Regions from separate parts of the Mus musculus genome. Here region 2 is linked to region 1. The links are chromatin contacts, called in public ChIA-PET maps. All regions are on one chromosome and are shown on one strand. Each heading gives the region's core, a stretch centred on a gene start, on an enhancer-like site or on the middle of the called end of the contact. The rest is flanking DNA. Distances are from core to core; before and after follow the strand shown.

Region 1 (7,199 bases), core at 1,664-4,163:
ACCACAGTGGGGTTTTTATCCTTACTAAGACTTTGTGTGGATGCTGAATGCCAGTGGATGGGCTTCAGTAAGGGTAGCAGGTACCCACCAGGCATCCCCAAAGGAATTATCGTGGCAAGAGTACTTGCCGAGGGCTAGTGCTCCTATTTACAGTCCCCACCCTTCTGGGAAGGTACTATGTGGCTGAATTGCTGAGCTTCCTTTGTCAATAGTGACAGAAGAGCATTTCTGGACTTGGGCAGAGGTAGAAATGAGGGAGCCCCCACCCCACATCTGTTTCTTGTAGGAATAATAAATAGTTTTGAAGAGAACTGAAAAATCTCACCAAGTGTCACTAGGAAGACAGCGCTGAGAGCAGGTCTGTGGTCGGGCCAGCATTCTCTCTGCTCTTCACACAAGCACTGTGGATGCGTTTCTCTCTCACACACATAATAAGTAAGGGCATTCTTGTGCTCTGGGGTAGCCACCGCTGAGCAGCAGAGCCTCAGAAAGTCACTGTCCTGAAGACCCACTCCCACAGATGCACAGCTGTTCCCTAGATCACTGCTGTGATTAAAGGGGGGAAAGCTGGTGTTTCTCCCAGGTAGGTCTAAGAAAATGAGGAAGCTTCTTTAAAAGAAGCTGGTCCTAGTGTCATGTGCTAGTAGTAATCCTGGCACTCAGGAGGCTACGGCAGGAGGATTGCTTTAAGTTTGAGGCCACCCTGGGCTACATGGAGAATTCCAGCCCAAACTGGCCTGAGAATGGGATGCAGGCTCTAAAAACCTAAAAGTGAAAAGGAAAGAAAGGACAAGAACAAAGACTTCATGAATGAGTAGGTGGCAGCTCACCTTGTAATGTGCTTCTTGCAGGGGCCATCCCTTGCTCCCCAGAACAAGTGAGGTGCCTTCTCTCTATAGCCTGCAAGTCCTTTCTGTCCCTAAGGTGTTACTTCCCACAGTCTGCAACTCCATTTGTGTTGTCTCCTTCCCTGGCCAGAGCCCAGCAGAGAAACATTAACCCCCCTCCCCCTACCCACCCCCCAAAACAGACCTTGTCCTCTGGCAGGCAGTTGGTATCTGCTGTCAGGGAGGACAGGCGGGCCCAATAAAAATGGGCTTCTTGGAGGAGTGAGGCTGAGGGGATGTGCAGAGCACTCTGTCCGTCCCACCAGGAAGGTGGGCCCCACCACAGCCCTGAGCTGACCCGGTCTGTCCTGCTCCAACTCACCTTATCTTGATGAAGAAAGCAGTTTGTTTTCTTCTCTTCCCAAGCAGCAGCAGTTGAAGCCCATCAGGCAGAGCTGTGGGTGGTTTTCCCACTGCAGTCCATTAAGCAGCGGATCCTAAAGAGATTTCATTTGTGACACGAGCCAAACCCTTACCAACTTCCTCTCAGAGACAGCAGCTTGCTCCTTTTCCAGAACTGAGCTATTGTCTGAGCGCTCTCGTTCTGAGGCGAAGCACAGCCAAAACTTTCAGTTGCACAACAGACTACTGCAGTTGGCACACCAGAGGCTGAGGGGACAGTGAGGGGCAGAGCTGGAGGGAGAGTCCCCATTGCTGCCAATTTCACCATGTCAAGCTTGTTCTTGCTCAGTCATTTCTAGAATAAAACCCACCTGGAGCTCTGAGCCTTACCATCCCTCCCCTGGGCCCTCCTGTCTCCCCTCAGCCATGCCCTGGTTCTGTTACCACAATGAGCTTTCCTTGGCAGAACACTTCCTGCTCTTGTCATAACCCCACCCCATGCTGTGGCTGTCATTACTACTGTATATCATACTCAGCCCAAGGCCTGAGGGTCCAAGACAGCTCGTGAGATCTACTACGGCTTCCCCAAACATGAAGCTCAGGGTCCTTAAGGCCACCCTGTGCCCTGAGAATCTCCACCACCTGACAGTCGCAGAGTTAGCTGTATTGTCCCATCAAAACACGAAGAAGTCTCCGTCACCACCATTTGCTCCTTCAGCTGCTCTAGCCTTCCCTGCCTGCCTTCCAATTCCCAAGAGAACTCCGTGTTAAGATAAGTGCCCTGTGTGTGTCACTGAAACGGGTACCAGGACTCTTGAACTAGAAAGTGCCTCTCTCGTTATTTCCAACAGTCCTCTCCCATGGGAATCCCTCCATTGGGAAGGGTACTACTGGGCATGCTAGTATAGTCTGAGAAGAGGAACCACAACTGAGAAAATGCCTCCATCAGATTGGACTGTAGAGAGCTCTGTTGGGACATTATCATCATCATCATCATCATCAAATTAATATGTTAAGGCCCAGCTCACTGGGTGCAGTGCCACCTCTGGTTAGGAGGTCCTGAGCTATCTAAGAAAGCAGGCTGGGCAAGCCATGTTAGGCAGCCACTGAGCAGTGGCCCTCCATGGTGTCTCAGTTCCCACCTCCAGGTTCCCCCTTGTGTCCCTGCTGAAACCTCTAAACAAACTCTTCCTAACGTTGTCTTTGGTCGCGGTGTTTATCACAGCACTAGAAAGCACACTAAGACAGGAGGGCTGAGACAGATTGCTGGCCACCTGAGCACAGGCCTCCTGAGGAGTTCACTTTGAGGCTGAGAGAGCCTTGCTTTGGAGATGGCCGCTGACACCTAACTGTTCCCTTTTCTCCCCACCCCTCCTCACAGGAGCGCTTCTTCTGGGAGGGATCCTGTACTCCTGGCAATTCCCCCACTTCAATGCCCTGAGCTGGGGCCTCCGTGAAGACTACTCCCGAGGAGGCTACTGTATGATGTCCGTCACCCATCCAGCCCTCTGCCGGCGGGTGGCACTGCGCCACTGCCTGGCCCTGATTGCTCTGTCGACTGCTGCCCCGGTCCTGGACATCACCACCTGGGTCTTCCCTGTCATCTCCCTCCCCATCAACCTGTACATTTCCTACCTCGGCTTCCGCTTCTACGTGGACGCAGACCGCAGGAGCTCAAGGAAACTGTTCTTCTGCAGCCTGTGGCACCTGCCGCTGCTCCTGCTGCTCATGCTCACCTGTAAGCAGCGGCCCGGGCAGGAGGGGGACAAGGGAGAGGCTCCGAGCTGAGAGCCAGCCGGTCTGTGGGGAACATGAGAGCAGACACCTGCAGACAGACACACGGACAGCACTGCCCTGGGCCAGCAGGAAGCGTATTTTGGTGATTCTGGCAAAGAGAGTTGGATGGTGTCAGCTGGTGGCAGATCATCTGGTGCTGTGTCGTCACTTCCCAGTCCTTTTAATATTAATATCCAAACTGCTTCCCAAACAAGAAAGGGACTAGCATATGGGGTCAGTACAAAAAAAAAAAAAAAAAAAAAAAAAAGAATATTTCTTCTCCTGGAAAGTCTTTATGCATCTTTCCCTCCAGCCCTGTGTTCTCTCACCCACATGATATATATGCACATCCTCCTCCCTCCACCCCAGGCCAGCCCCGCCCCCAACACACACACACACACACACACACGCACGTGCGCGCGTGCATACTCACCACCTGGAGGCCACTGTGGTCATTGCTCAAACAGGTGAGTGCTTGTGACCCAACCTCTGTAGTTCCGCATCTGGAAGCTCCCACACACTTCCTCAGAAGAACACATAGTGTGGCTACAGCACCCCTTCTCTGCCAGTAAGATGGGGCCTGCCTAGCTTCCTCTACCCTACCAGTGTTCTCAACCACACATTCCCTGAAGTAACACAACACCTGGCCTGGGCTGCCCACTGGGAGTGGGGATTCCAAACGGTTGCCTGCAGATCCCTGGCCACATTGCCAGCACACACCACCACGTCCAATCCCACCCCAAACCAGGAGTTCAGAAACCCCAGGAAATATGCCACGTGTTCATCATGCTCTCAGGCATGGTCTCAGCATTTCCTTTTGGAAGGGCATCACTCAGCATAACCTGAGGGAGAGGGTGAGCTGCGTCAGCAACCATTTTATGCTCACTTATCTCTTTCGTGCAAACCACATTTCTACACTGGTACCTCCTAAGTCCAGAAGTTGGCCTCCGTGCCCAGTGGTGTTCAGAGAGGGCAGCAGGGCTCCTAGTGGCCATGGGTCCAGCTCTGGAACTCCATGGCCTCTGGTGTAAAATGCAGGGACCTGTAGGTCTTCGGACTGTTGCGTACTCCCCAGGGCTAGAGAGCAATGCTGCCTTAAAATTGTGGAGCTGCCAGAGTTTGAGTTCCTTGATCTCCCAGGGTGCTGGGCCCCGTCAGGATTCCCTCCAGGGCTTTAAGCCACACAGAAAACGGTTCTTGAATTTGGACTGTCCTCTCAAAATGTGGAAGAAAGGCTTTGGCCGTGACCAAAGGGAGAGCACTTGCTTAGCTCTGGGCTCGGGTTTGAACTTAACACCACCACAAAAGGTGGGGAGGATGGTGTCCAGAGTGCCTGCAGACAGTGTGCCCGGTACCTCTGTCTACCTTTTGTAACGTTACCGCCTGGCTGTGTCCTGTGGTAACAGGGAATGGCGATGTCTGCAAAGAGCATCTAGGACTTGTTGCGGCCTTAAAGTCTGTAAAGTGTGTTGATTCTCCTCCTGCTGCAATAAAACAGTTAAAAGAACCTGAGCGTGTGTCCTGTGTTTCCCAGCCATCCCAGGCCTCCTCCAGGAGCTGCCAGCGACAGCGCCTCTGGATTTCCTTCCTTCATTTTTCCTAACTGTAAATTGACAAATTATACTTGTAGCTATTTATAGAGCATCGAGTGGTGTGATTTATGAATCCACATAGCAGGGTCATAGCACAACCGTTGTCTCAAGTGAGCATCACTGGATGGTGGCGATATTTGAAGTTTAGTGGTTTTTGAAATGTATGGTTTTTTTACTGTATTTACCACACAATACAGTTTTTAAAAAATAAATAAATAATGCCCCTCCTCTCCTCCCTCCCTGTCTGGCCATCATCTCCTCTACCTCTCAGCCTCAGCCAGTCAGCCACCCTCCTATTTTAGGGTTAAATAGTTTTTATTTTCTTTTGGTTTGGTTTGGTTTGGTTGTGATAGTGGTTTTGAGACAGGGTCTCATGTAGCCCAGGGATGCCCTAATGTGTGTCTGCCTTCCACGTGCTGGGGCTGCAGTTACATGACACCAACCACAGCCACAGGACAGAGCACACAGAGAAATGAGATTGCATGATGTTGGTCTTTCTACGCCTAGCTTACCTCACTCAGCAAACGCTCCCCATCCCCGCCCCCGCTTCTCTTCATACTGTTGCAGATGATAAACTTTCACTGTTCTTGACTGTTCTGCTGTAAGGACGTATAGCCCACATTATCTGTTAATTGCTACCGTTATTATTTGATCTAAGATGCCATCCAAAGACCATAACTGCCTCGTCTCCGGATTGGGGCGTGGGGGTGATGGAGGCTCTAAGACACAGGGCCTGGTAGGATGTCTTCTGACCTTTGGGAGCCCTTGAAGGGATGACAGGACCCCAGCGCCTTCCTGTCTGTCACTTCCCTGGGTATAAGGTAGTAGCGTTCATCTGGCGCATTCTCCCCTCAGGACAAGCTGCCTTTGCATAGCCTGAGAACTCCAATACCCTGAGCGAGCAAACCTTTCGTCTTTGCTCAGTCACAGTTCTCACAGTTCTGGGATGCTAACATACATTTTCATGCCTAGCACCTTCTCAAAGCCGTCCAGTCTCTGCCAGCTGCCTTCTATTGTCAATCTTCCATAGGCCTTCCCCATCCTGTCTTCCTACTCAGGACCTCTCAGACCTCATTGTATTCTCCAGTGTTCTCTACAGCCATCTTTCATGTAGAGCCCCACACCAGGCTATTGACAAACTTTCCTGAGGACTCCCTGTGCTCAAGGTGACCCCACTCACCAGACACCATGGCTCCCACAGACATCAGGGCTCATGCCTGGCCCGTCTTTCTGGGCACTCTGCTTTCAGGTGTTCTGCAGTCCAGTGTCCTAAGATTCCTACCCAGTAGAGATCTCTTGGAGTCCAAGGGAACATGAACAATAAGGCCTTAGGGGGGTGGGGAGGGCTCAGACTAAAACCCGAAAGGCTGAGCTTATATGAGCAAGTGATTCCCTACCTTTCTAGGCCTAGAACCTTCCTGTATTGACGCCCCCTAGTCCTGGGGTCACAGAGTGGCTATAGTGTGTGATGCTGGCTAGATGCAGGTGCCACCCAGTGTGGAAGGACTTCTATGGATACCGTGACATGGTGGAGAAGGTCTCCAACTTGCAATGGTTGGACTTCGGATTTGGAGCTTCTCTGCAGTATGGAAATGGTACATACCAAATAGAAGTTTGCAAGGAAGTTTGAATTTTGAGCCTTTCTAGGGCTGCCCGGTGCTTTTTTATGTGCCCTCCCCCCACCCACCCACCCCCCACCCCCCACCCCAGCCTTGAGTGGGCTGAATCAGACCTTGTTTGCTGCAGTCAGCTAGCTCACCTAGGGTGAAGGCTTCCAACCTAGGTGCAGTCTATTGTCCCGCCAAGTCTGCAGCTTCCTGCAAGAAGCCACTGCCTGCTGAGCAGCTGAGCTTGTTTTCCTGAGGAGATCCTGGCAACGCGAGGAGATCCTGGCAGAGTGGGAGATGGGTTCCCCACTTTAAAAATCAGACCCTAGAATTAAAGTTGAGCCTTGATTAGAACTTTGTCTTGGCACATTATTTCTCCGGCCATCCATCCCATCCACCCCCAGCTTTCCTTTCAGAACCCAGTAACCTGTGACCACTGGCAGCTACCCTTTTTAGGATGCTGGGCAGCAGCAGCAAGCTGTGACTCTCAAGTCAGCACAGACCTGTGGGGAAACACAGACACTGAGGCACAATCCCGTTGTAGGCTGAGCAGAATTTATAGGTGTGTGTGTGGGTGTGGGTGTGGGTGTCTGTGTGTGTGTGTGTGTGTGTGTCTGTGTGTGTGTGTGTGATGTGTCTGGGTGCCTGAGGACATCAGAGAACAGCTTCAGATCCCTAAACCTAGAAGAGCAAATATGCTATTACCATGGAACCATCTCTCCCGTACTTCCATATTGCTTTGAGAAAATTCTGACAACTTCCTTTTGTTTTAATAAGCCCATCTGTGAAGAATAAAACCAAGTTTCAGACAAGAGAGATGGTTCTGTGGGTAAAGTGTCTCCCGGCACACAAGCATGAAGACCTTAGTTGGAATTCCCCAGAACATATGTAAAACAGTGTTAGTGCCAGACGAGACTCAGATACAGGAGAACCCTCAGAAGCTGGCTGGTCAGCTGGCTGGCACACACAGTGGTTAATAACAGGGTGGGAGGTGT
Region 2 (6,826 bases), core at 973-3,472, 150 kb before region 1:
GCACTTGACCAAATAAAAATTCAAGATTCCATGGTGACTGATAATAAGAAAAAAGAAAAGGAAATTTACTTGTGGCATAGATGATAAGCTATGAAGGAAAACAAACCTTAAGCCAGCAGCTGGATCTAACAGAGAGAGAGAGAGAGAGAGAAAGCAGACAGTCTCCTTATCTACATGTTTTATGGGGGTTTCTGTATGCATCTGGCTGCTTAGTGACTAAAACAAAACACTTATATCTTAAATCTGCCGCCAAACAAATGATGGCGTGAAGGAACCACGGGGATGAAGGATGAGACCCCCCCCCCCAGTTGGTGGAGTTACAGATGACTCTCGTGTCTCTTCTGAATCGCAGTGATCATGTATCACTCTGAGAGCACAAAGCTGCCATCTCCAGCCACTACCCACACTCAGAAATCCCACAATGCTTATCTCTCAGAAATCCCACGTGCTTATCTTTCAATCGTTCTCAATGTCAGCAGCCATACCTCCATTGGTCTCTAGCACTCATCTCCTTCCTTCCTTCCTTCCTTCCTTCCTTCCTTCCTTCCTTCCTTCCTTCCTTCCTTCCTTCCTTCCTTCCTCCCTCCCTCCCTTCCTTCCTTCCTTCCTTCCTTCCTTCCCAAGAAGAGATTGTAGGAAAAGAAATTAGTTACAGATGTCTAGGTTAGGTACAATGCTTTGACAAGGCACATGAGCTACTTTAACTGGGCCCAAATTTCATAGAAGCCATGAAAGTTTGTGAAACTGGACTGCAAAACAATGAGATAAACTAGTGTTGGTTTTGAGTTTTTTTGTTTGTTTTTGTTTTTGGGTTTTTTTTTTTTGTCAGGTACCAAAACTACCCTGACCCACCCTGCTTGGCGGCACCTTTCTTAAGGAGCTTCCACAACGTGAATCTCTCAGCCTCGAAGCAAATTTCATTTTTGGAAACACCTAGAATTTATTCAAAGTCAAGTCTGATGAATAAGATGGTTGACAGAGAATGACATAATTTTTTGGTTTAAAATGAGGTACAATCATGGAACCAGGAGACAGAAGATACGTACTAGCTTGAAAGTCATGCCTGGTGGAAAACTTTACACATTTGGAGCACTGAGTCTTAACTCACTATTTCATTCCCTGGTCATTTCTCTCTCCAAAGGAGGATGTCACATCCCTGATGCTCACTATCCTCCCTCTGGGGGCACTCAATCTTTCAGGACAACCATCGTCCAAGTCAGTGTTGGGAAATGAGTTGAAAGTCTCTACCTTTTCTACTGGGTCTGGAGTCCAACTGCCCTCCATAGCCAATGACCTCAGTTTGTACTTTAATTTGCTGGGCTGTAGCTGATCTCTGAAGCTGACATAGGAGCGCAGCAGCAGCAGCCCCAGCATGCCACACAGTATGGCTCTCTGTTAAGAGATCAGAGCTCTAGAATGTGGCTGGAATGAACACAGGAGGACCAGAAGGTCTTGGGAACTGCCTGTCTGTTCGGGAAACTTAAAAGTAGAGCACTGAGCATCTAGCTGAGCATTGGACAGGTAAATCCCTGTAGATTGGGCTGAGCTTGGAAAAACAGAACAATGCTCCTGACAATAAAATAAAAGGCAGGCAGATGGGGAGACACTGTGAGGCCAGGTTGACTGCCTCTTTCCTTGACCATGCTCAGTATGTGCTGTCGACTAAACCTGCTTCTCACTTGGGCAAACAGTATTAACTGCAAAGTGTGTATGTGTGTGTGTGTGTGTGTGTGTGTGTGTGTGTGTGTGTGTGTCTGCCTGCCTGTCTGTCTGTCTGTCTGTTTGTTGGGCAAAGGGTGGGGCACAAGGAAGGATGAAAAGAGGAGTGGAGGGGAACGCCCAGGAAAAAAATCCTGAAGAAACCACACCCAGCCTCTCCCTCAACCACCAAGGCCGTCAGCAAACCTCAGTGGTCACTTTCATCTCATCAACACATATCTTTTTAGTCTCTTGGGTATCAAATGTGCAGCAGGTATAAGGTGAATCTGGCAGGGGCACAGAAGTCAGTGGAGCATCATCGCTGTCTTCAAGGGACTTGGCACATGTGGCCGTAAGACCCTCACACATACTGTATGGCTGTAGCTGTGAAAAATGGTGATCTTTGAGTTGGTTCTACAAGGATTTTTATTCTTGTCTCTGGCAAACAGAAAGTGTGGAGATTGTTTTGAGACAGCAGCAGAGTCCAGCTTTGGAACCTGAGAGAGAATTAGTTCCATCACACACGCACGCACTAACATTGGATCGGTGATGAACTACACGTACCATGCTGCTCTCATAAGACCTTCCAGTGTTGTCATGCCATCTTAGTTTACAGAAATGTCCTCTGTAATATTCACACAGCAGTCATACAGTTCTCATACAACCATACAATTCTCAGAAGGTATCCCTGTAATTTCATGATGGTATTCCTTAAATGCTTGATGTCCCAGACACTGTACTCTGCCACCTTTACAAGCAAATTGGGGGAGAAGGGATCTGATAAAGCTACTTTGGTTAAATTTACTAAAGTGTTTGGAAATGAAAAGATTCATGAGCTCAAATAGCTTGAGAATGGCTACATAAAACAGATAACAGTAGGATAATTAAACTGATTACGGGTACAGCCAAAACATCGTTTAAAAGACTATTGGGCCATCCCAAAGCATTCTGTGACCCAAATGTAGGGTTTAGTGAAACACAGAAAGGGTCATAAAAGCAATCCTGTTATAACTTTGAGTACTCAAAAGAGGAATTTGTGGTTTGAGTTGAAGATCTGCATTGCAGAAAGTTTCCAAGACCAGGGACAGAGCAAGTCATTTGGAGACTGGGGACAGAGCAGGCAATTTAACACAGCAAGAAAACAGACAAGTCCTTAGACCAAATGAGGAAGGAAAGGAAGAGGCAGCAAGCACATCAGGACAAGCCTTTGCTGTTTTCAATCCCATCACAGACCAAGAAATTCAGAAGCCAAGCTCTCCATGTTTTTACACTGGCTGAATGCTGGTGGACATTACAAGCGGGACATTCCACACCATAAAACTAAGTCTCATGCAAATATTATTTAAATACCATAAAAAGATACAAATAGGCTAGGTGTATAATGAGTATGCAAAACATAAATGAATTTCGAATTTTGTGTTGGACTTGGGACTGGGACCCATCCCTTAGATTTCTCTCTCTCTCTCTCTCTCTCTCTCTCTCTCTCTCTCTCTCTCTCTCTCTCTCTCTGTGTGTGTGTGTGTGTGTGTGTGTGTGTGTGTGTGTGTGTGTGTGTGTGAAATTTTCAAAGCTGAAAACTAGTCTGAACCCTGAAACACGTCTGACCCAAAACTTCTGATCAGTGGCATTAGATCTGTGTGGCAGTCCCTGATCTCTCTTGTCAGTGGTGTTCATTTAGGTCTATCTCACTTTCCTTCCCTCTTTCTATCTAAAACGTATGGTTGCATTTAACGATGATGCTTCTGTTCTTAGCCCATCATGCCCACTAACTCCACAAGAGACGGCGGAGGAAGCAGCCAAGAGCCACACCCAGCACTTGAAACCCAGTACAATTGTAGTAACTGTTTGTTATGTGAATCTCTAATGTGTGGTAAGAAGCCAGAAGCCAGGGGATCCTACAGAAACGGATCGGTTTCACAACACTATTAGTCTGGAGCCGGGCTTCCACTCTGCTCCACTTGCCCGTGTGTTTCCAAGATGTTCTTGCTCCCCTTCTACAGTGCGGTGTGCCCGCTCGTAGTTATTCATGTTTTCCATCCCCCTCACCTGGCATTTAACAATCCTCCCCCATATTTAGTAAGATAATGCAAACATTTTTCCCCTGCCCAGTAGAAACATCTTGTGACCATCTCCAGAGCTCAGTAGTATAAAATATTTCATTCTGGGGTTGTTGTTTTGTTTGTTTTGTTGGGGAGTGAAATAGGGTTTCACCATGTTCTATGTATATCTACTATGCACAGTATAGCCTGAAGCTCCCGGTCTTCCTGCTCCAACTTCAGAAGTGCTGAGATTCCAAGTACAAGCCATCAAGACAGGATTACAAACATCCGTAGGCTGGCAGCATTCACTGTGTTTCCACACCCATAGAACCTAAGAACATCTTGGGTTTTGTGTGCCCTCTTTTTCTGGACCTTGATCTTATAAATAAGTTCTGGGTTCTTGGATTATTGTACCTGGAGTTATAAGAACTATAAAACTGTTCACTGGAGACCACATAACACGTGAATTGCATGATGCAAAGGTGAGCAAGGGGAAGCTGGGTAGAATTCATACTCCACTGTGTCCAACATACATCGGAACATGCATACCGCCCTCTCTGCAATTAATTACCAGCCATTGCCCATCTGGTAAACCATCTGTTTCCTTATACCTAGCTGTTTGCTTAGGACTTTTGGGCTCTTAAATACATGATTGATTACATTATTGCTCATATTTTCAATGTTTCTAGAGGTCCCTAGAAATTTTAGACTTCTGAATATTTAGTATTTGTTCTTCCCCAATGTACTGCAGAGCTCTCTGCATATATGCAAAAAATGGTTATAACCATTTTCTTTCCATCCACACCTACCTATATATTCAGGATCACTTAGCAGTGGTTCTCAACCTGTGAGTCATGACCCCTTTGTGAGTCCATATCAGATATCCTGAATATCTGATATTAGAATTCATAATGGTAACAAAATTACAGTTATGAAGTAACAACAAAATACTTTTATAGTTGGGGTCATCACAACTATCTTAAAGGGTCATAAGATAGGATTAGGATGGCTGAGAACCATTGACTTAATGGGGTACTGACATAGACGAGATTGTTCACACACACATATGCATACAAACACATGTGGACAAAGAAATGACCTAATTCCTTTCAAACACCCATTATCATATTTGTGCTTTGGCCTTAGACACCTTTCCTCCATTGGCAATAAAGTGACATCTTAGCCCTCTATGTAACAAGCTTAGTATCTTCTGTAATGAGCAACTTCCCTTATTTCTAGTCCATCTAAACCAAATATGCGTTACGGTTTCTCACAGACTTTTCAAGACTGAGTTAGATGAGCAATCCTATGGCAAGTAAGGCTATCATGTTCTCTACGAAGCATCAGTGTAATTATTGAGTATATAGTACACCAGAGGATGTGGCCACTATAGACACAGGATGCATCTTAAGCCTGAGGAAGTCTAGATGAGGGTAGTTTGTGAGTGTGTGTTCTGATGAGTGTTAGATGCAATGGCGTATGACTTCTAACCAGCTTCCTCTCGCTCACGTTTTCATCATGCAAACCATGTGTTACATACATCTCAGGAAGAGGGTATAGGGTAACGAAGATGAATTCATTAGCTAAGACCATATAAACAAGTGATAAGGAAGTAATTTGGATCATGAGAGTCTGAAGATTGTTTTTTTGTGGATGCAAATAATCCAAAAAGAGTTTCACAAACTTAAGACCTCTCCGTAGAAATAGTTAAACTCCAGCACCGTGTGGGTACAGCTTAAATACACTGCTTCCTCTAGCTGCCTTCCTAGCATCCCCTCCTCCCAGATCCAGACACTAGATCTAAAGAGGTCACACAACCATCTCCCAAGACGGTGCCTGGTTATGAGACCCTCTCTATTACCAGCTGATATTTTCACTTGTTCGTGCTTACTCAGTTCGTCGCCTGCGTCTCTCTCTTCTAAAGCATGAGCTTCATGGAACAGATATGCTCTGTCCTACATTTGATGAATAAATCCTGGGTGGTCACTTTAAACATGAAAATAGAGTGGGAAAGGTGAGGAAGAGCTAGGAGAGAGGAAGCCTGACAAGGTGAAAGCTGCAGACAAAGGAGCAGTGAGGGAGGAGGGGAGCCCAGGCAGTTCACAAAATACAGAACAGAAACATCAAAACACACTGACTCTCGCACACAAAAACATACACCATCTCAGAGCTGTTAAAGAAGCGCTAGCTAAAACAATTAGTGCTAAAACTGACACCATTTAAAACAGACTTTCAAAGCTGAGAATGCGTGCTATTTCTCAAACTCAGCACTATTTCTGGAGGGTGGGGGTCTGGCTGGGGGGGGGGGGGCAGTTCAGCTTCCAATCCTGGGTAATCGATCACTTGACCCAGCAATTCCTCACTTAGAATTTATCTTAGCAAATAATTAGGCGAAATCGCGCCTCAGGAGCGTGAGGACTGTTTATAAAAGTGAAAAATTGAAAACTGCATAAACGTGTCACGATGGGCAATTAGTTTAATGGATTATGGTGTGTTCGCGCAATCGGTTGGTATGCATCCATTAAATAGGTTGTTTTAGGCATGAAAGATGTTCGTGATGCATTACTCAGAGGGGGGAAAATCATTTAAAGAACAGTGGATGGAGTAAGAATCCATTTTCATCAAAACAAAACAAAAATTCAAATGTATGCTCTGGGAATAAGTTAGACTTCTGGGACCCAGCTGGTCAAAAGAGGGGCGTCTGCTGCATCTATCTGCTCAGGTGAAGTTTCTGAGTTTGAGTATGAACTGTGGAGCCAGATTAGTGGTACACTTAAAGAAACCAAGGAACAACTCTGAGATACTGTTAACTCTAGCAAGAACAGGAATCAATACCAAAGGAACAAAACCTTCAATCCATAGAGACTGAACTGAGGGCAGCGTTTGCAAGCGCTGGACATGGATAGCAACAGAGAACCTTAGAACTACCCTTGGAGAAAAGCATGCGTTTCAGTGAAGTTCAAAACATCGGAGTCTCCCCTCGTCCCCGCCCAGAGGTTAAAAAAAAAAAAAAAAAAAAAAAAGAGGTAAAAGATAATCTGTAATGAAAAAGCCAATAAACACAGCAATTTTTATCAAATGCATATTAT

Evidence for each region. ChIA-PET counts read pairs in DNA pulled down with a chosen protein or histone mark.
Region 2: an RNA polymerase II ChIA-PET map of memory CD8 T cells shows a contact between it and region 1, with 29 read pairs. The contact joins the enhancer-like site here to the promoter of 9630013K17Rik in region 1. A contact is called at or near these places in 2 of 39 promoter capture datasets (hematopoietic stem and progenitor cells and neutrophils), 2 of 484 Hi-C or Micro-C datasets (CD4 T cells and nephron progenitors) and 1 of 115 datasets of contacts at active chromatin or transcription factors (memory CD8 T cells).

The regions. Positions count from the first base shown.
Region 1 is chr11:63,959,940-63,967,138 of GRCm38.p6, reverse strand. 9630013K17Rik (RIKEN cDNA 9630013K17 gene) reads right to left here and starts at 2,913. Exons shown (of 4, transcript NR_131111.1): 1 at 2,865-2,913; 2 at 1,210-1,324; 3 at 326-765. Cox10 (heme A:farnesyltransferase cytochrome c oxidase assembly factor 10) reads left to right here. Exons shown (of 7, transcript NM_178379.3): 7 at 2,611-4,512. The coding sequence ends at 3,017. It overlaps Gm30060 (a long non-coding RNA gene), which reads right to left. Exons shown (of 6, transcript XR_388739.4): 4 at 6,632-6,707; 5 at 6,357-6,529; 6 at 4,749-6,176.
Region 2 is chr11:64,111,962-64,118,787 of GRCm38.p6, reverse strand. No RefSeq gene overlaps it. Among named protein-coding and RNA genes, the nearest start is that of 2810001G20Rik, 36 kb to the right of the region's middle. Within about 2 kb of position 2,222, at least 17 of the 459 cell types and tissues checked have an H3K27ac peak or open chromatin away from gene starts, as enhancers often do. A contact at or near this core is called in memory CD8 T cells, where this site is marked.